Regions from separate parts of the Mus musculus genome. Here region 2 is linked to region 1. The links are chromatin contacts, called in public HiChIP or PLAC-seq maps. All regions are on one chromosome and are shown on one strand. The core of a region is the stretch at or near the end of the contact, and the rest is flanking DNA. Distances in the headings are between cores, read along the strand shown. Region 1 has its middle 33 kb from the start of Tfap2b. Region 2 has its middle 370 kb from the start of Gm32651.

Region 1 (2,513 bases), core at 7-2,506:
GTTTGGAAGCTGCAACCATCACTACAGTACAAGGCCATAGAGGACATTAGGGAAGACTTCAAGCAGAGCTCACAGGTCTTTAACCTTGCCTGCAAGGGAATCTTAAGTGGTACTGGAGGTGGAATCCTTGCCCTCTCTCTGAGCCTGGAGCTCTCTACGGCATCCACAAAACTTACCTTCCCTCCCCTAACTGATCACTGGCTTAAGATCTTCATTAAGGAAGAAGTTTAACGGTTTAGAAATTTAAAATGCTTTTTCTTTTCCTTATTTGAAAACAACTGGTCCCGTGTTCATCCCTGGGGATACGGCTGTTGATGGCCCTGTGGGTCTTCTCCTTTGCAAGAAGGCCCGTTACAGCTTCCAGACACCCTGGCTTCCTTTTGGGTTCAGACCATGGTTGTCTGCCTTTTTGAAGACTCAAATATTAAACGTGCAGCACACAAGTCCATTAATTTTAACTTCCCATTAATCTATTTATAACGGAGCCAGTGGAGCTCTATAAATACGGTCCTATAAAATTGAAGTCTTTCCCATAAATCTTGCAAGTTGTTTATTTACATGTATTTCCTGGCCCTTTAATGGTCCTCCTGTAAACTCGGGGAAGACTCTAGCGGACCCCACCCAGGATGGCGTGTGCGCTCTCTCCTCTCCCTTCTCCCTGAGCCTTCAAGGAGTTTGATGCAGACCAGGAAGAGGATAAGGCAGAATCAAGAGGGTGAGATTCATTTTTACTCTGACTTTGTTTCTTAGTTTCTATCCGAAACCCTCTCTCCATACTCCCCGTCACAAGCCTCATGTTGATTTATATCGTCATAAACAGCATTCTTGCAACTGTATTTCGTCTCATAGCTTGGGGTGAGCGCCTTTTTAACATCCCTGGCAGCCACTACTTTAAAATCGGGCCTCATAAATAACCTTAAGGGCTTGTTCAAGATGAGATCCGTCAAATGTCTTTCGCCATCCACTTTTCTAGTTTGGGTCTCTCCATGGCTGTCCCCAAGGCCACTGGTTGGTGCAGCTTTCCCGCCACCCCCCCCCCCCCTCCCCGCCCCCGGCTGCCTACGTGCTACCCCAACCAGAACTGCAAAATTTAGAGACTGGGTACCAAAGAAGTAAGGCCTCCTCAGAAGCGGCTGCAGGAGCCAGCGCACTGGACTCCCTCAGCCCACATCTGTGAGCACTCTCCTGGTTGTTTGATTCGGAGTCGCAGGCGCGCCCGCCCGCCTGTCTTTGCACTCACACGCGCACAGACGCCGCAGAGTTCTAGGGCGGATCCCCATTAGCTAGAGCCTGGTTGGCTGAGTGGTGCCTCTGCCAGGCTTTCTCCTGTGCTACTTGGGAATCAATAGGTTCTAGCGTTGCAAATTGCTGCGGCGTGGGCAGCACCCCTACAGGATTCCTTTCCTTTTTCCTTTCCTTTCCTTTCCTTTCCTTTCCTTTCCTTTCCTTTCCTTTCCTTTCCTTTCCTTTCCTTTCCTTTCCTTTCCTTTCCTTTCCTTTCCTTTCCTTTCCTTTCCTTTCTTCTTTCCTTTCTTTTTCTACACTCCCCCTCCCAGAGCTTCTTATGCAGGTATTGAGGAAGCAGTTTTGTCACAGAACTTTAACGCATTTGACTCTGGTCCCAAGTGATCACCACCTACTTGTTCTGAGCCTATCGGTTCCTGTTTCTTCTCCGAAGGGCATACTGGAGCTGACTCAAGGAAGAGGAGTGAGGAGGTCGTGGGAGGGAACAGTCACACCTGCTGCCCAGAGAGGCCTCTGCATAAAAACACTCTGTAAATTTTAGAAAAGCCACATAATGGCTGATGGCCTTACCAAAGCGTGACCTGCCCAGACCCACCAATTAACGTCCCAGGCGTGCCTGCTTTCGGATATTAGCAAACACTTCAAGGATGTGGTTGTCAGATGTCATTAGTCGAGTCGTGCTCAGCAGCTGTTTGATTAAGAAGGAGGAGGAAATAGTCATGGCATATAAGTAGAATATGTGGTGGTGGCAACGGTGGGATGTTAGAATTTTTCCACTTGAGCAGACAAATGTCCCAAGTGATCTGAGTGAAAACAAACTAGCATGTGAGCAGTGGGCTACAGAGGGTTGGTGACAGGATGTTTTCTGGGACTGTAGAGAGAATCATACTTTTAGTATGGAAACTCCCCCAAACTGGTCCACTACAGAGACTGGCTTGTGTGATCAAGTCCTGCTAAGCTGGAGATTCAGAGCCCTGGAATCTGACATCCCAATCTCCAATTAGCACCTCAGAGCACAAAAGGGCTGATGGCTATTTAGGAGGGCAGAATGTAACCTGTAATCGAATGTCTAAAGAAATGAAATACACAGGACATACTTAAAAAAGAAAAAAATAACACTTGTAAATTGCTTTTTCCTTGCAGGTGGAATTATAACATCTGAGGACCTGGTGTGGGAGTGAGGGGACCCAAGCCATTGCAAATGGGGGGAAAAGGCAAGCATAAAAACAAACCAAATTTCAGTCCTCCTTGGGCTGTTCCCATCAAAC
Region 2 (2,513 bases), core at 9-2,508, 730 kb after region 1:
CTATATCTCATATTTCTATTCAGAGAAAATGGTGGATAAGCAGAAAACAGAAAGAGGAAACATCTGGTCTTGAGACAAGCATCAAAACTGATCACTTACAAACCCAAGTATTTGCTTTGGAAAATAAGTCCGGAATATCATCAAACAATGTGAGAGGAAATTGCCAGACTTTTTATTTTCACACTGCCATCAAGGAAGGAAGCTAGTGGGACTCAGCACATGTACACTCACCTAGATCTCTGTGTTATGGATTCACAGTTTCAAACCTAAAGAGAGAGTGTGTGTGTGTCCCCTCATCCTTTCCATTCACTATCAACACCCACTGCTTTATAAGTGAGGAAATCAAATGTCCTTCTGAGATAAAAGACTGACCTTTCTTCTGGATTGTTTTTTAAAGAAAAAGTCCCACAAAGCTGAACATTCATTTCTGGAAGAATCCAATATAGCTCTGTTCCAATGCTCACTTTTATTCAAAGTTCGCAATTTGAAACTAAACATTCTGCAGGGACAGGCTACGGCAGCCTCACTGCTGATGGTATTTTTCTCAGCCTCCATACATGGTAATAGACCGCACAGTCTGAGGCTTTTTCAGATGGGCTGCCCAATTATATTTTTTCAAAGATGTTTTGCTGACATCTAGAGGCATTTGGGTAATAACACTTATTAATAATGATTCTTCTCATTTATAGGGTGCCTTGCATTGCATGCTCCCTCTGCACTTTACACACATTAATTAATTACACATCACAGCACCCCAGTGAGGTGGAGTGGGTGGGCATTATTGTGTGTGAAGGATTTATTGATTTTCAGAGACAATATATAGCTGAGGCACAGAGGGAAAGCGCATAGGAACAGGGATTAAGGGAAGAAAATAAAGACAGAGGGTGAATGCAAACGAAGTAAATACAAATGAGTACAACCCCACTATGCTCCATAGAAAGAGACTATTACCTGGAAGTTTTAAAGGAGTGAACATTAACATACGTTTGTTTGGGACTTCTGCAAAAATACCTAGGAAATTGAAGGGAACATTTCTTCAATTAGAATTCTAGTGCTGTGGTTTGAAACCTGTTCTCAGTGCTTCCACCATGGGTATCCTGGCATCCTGGATTTTTCTATGAAGTCACGAAGGGGCTGTGGTAGGAGCAGGGCCTGTGGGCTTGCAGTGGAAGTATTTCATGAGTTCAAGACAAGGATTGGGATCCTGCATGGCCATCCAGACAAGGGAAGGAGAAGTGACTTCAATGCAAAAGTATGCTAGGAGGCTGTGGAATTCAAACTATGCCACAGAGTTCCATAAATCAACTGTCCTTTGAAATTCTTCTAGGCTTGTTTTATGGCAATGGCTCAGATAACTGTTCTTTTGAAGCAGTAACTACTCTGGCTTTTCATGGCAGGCATCGTTCTTATTTATCTTCATAGAACTAAAACTTCCAGGGCTTACTATTTATTTCTAAACTGAAAGGTAATATTCTCCTTAGAAAGAAAAATGTTGTAAACACTAGCTTGAAGTCACCAAGACATGATAAAAGACTGGCAAAAAGCATTATCCTCTTTCTAAAAGTTATTGTAATGTTCTATCATATGACAGTCACAATAAGTTGCCTTTAAAACAACTTATTTTAGTCAAATCCGATGAAAGGCAGCAAGAAAGTAAATTGAATGTAAATGATCATAAATGGGTCTTAGACTTCCAGCGCTGATTTTGAAAACTAAAACTTCCCCCAAATCCCCATAGCAACTGAAACCTGTTACTAGAACATTGCTGTTTCTCGTGAATCTTTGTTGACAATGTAATTCCCAGGATGGGCTCAAACTTAGAGAAAAATGGGCTCAGTTGGTAAGAGTGTTTGCTGTGGGACCATGAACACATGTAACAAGCCTGGCTGCTCCCTTCTGTGAACCCCAACATTTTGTGGGGTAAGATTGCTGGAACTCACTAGCTGTCAACCTAGATAAAAAGAATGTGATTAATCAAGAGCACTTGCCTCTGCCATGTACACATGAACATACACAAATACACATACACACTGAGAGAGACAGATAGACAGACACAGACAGACAGATATACAGACAGACATAAAGAGCTCAGAAACTGGTGGGATTTATTAGAACTGATTCCTGTGGAAACTTGCAGTGTCCTGCATGGCCATGAAAGAGACAGAATAACATGGTTCCTGCCCCTGAGACAGAGCCCACAGGGGGTGGACTTCCATGAGTGTCCATGGTTTCTGTGAGCATAAGGCTTGTTTCTATAATAATGCATATATTTTCACATTCCCCCTTCAAGGAATGTCTTCTTTGCGAAGGTTAATGACTCCATGATAATCAGGGACAGCAGGAGTCTGGGAGGCAAGGGTGTCTCAGCAAAATGGGAGAATGCTGTGACCTACAGGACAATTCTTCATGCTGTGGGAAAGAACACTCAAAACATGAGTTCAAAAATATATAATTTTTCAACTATGCAAAAATCTAACAATGCAATATGAATTTTATAAGGTGCTTCACAGACC

The links. HiChIP or PLAC-seq counts read pairs in DNA pulled down with a chosen protein or histone mark.
Region 2: an H3K4me3 HiChIP or PLAC-seq map of neural tube shows a contact between it and region 1, with 10 times the contacts expected there. The contact joins two enhancer-like sites. A contact is called at or near these places in 6 of 115 datasets of contacts at active chromatin or transcription factors (craniofacial prominence, embryonic basal ganglia, embryonic hindbrain and 3 more).

The regions. Positions count from the first base shown.
Region 1 is chr1:19,240,320-19,242,832 of GRCm38.p6, forward strand. No RefSeq gene overlaps it. Among named protein-coding and RNA genes, the nearest start is that of Tfap2b, 33 kb to the left of the region's middle. Within about 2 kb of position 1,257, at least 32 of the 459 cell types and tissues checked have an H3K27ac peak or open chromatin away from gene starts, as enhancers often do. A contact at or near this core is called in neural tube, where this site is marked.
Region 2 is chr1:19,972,908-19,975,420 of GRCm38.p6, forward strand. No RefSeq gene overlaps it. Among named protein-coding and RNA genes, the nearest start is that of Gm32651, 370 kb to the left of the region's middle. Within about 2 kb of position 1,259, at least 27 of the 459 cell types and tissues checked have an H3K27ac peak or open chromatin away from gene starts, as enhancers often do. A contact at or near this core is called in neural tube, where this site is marked.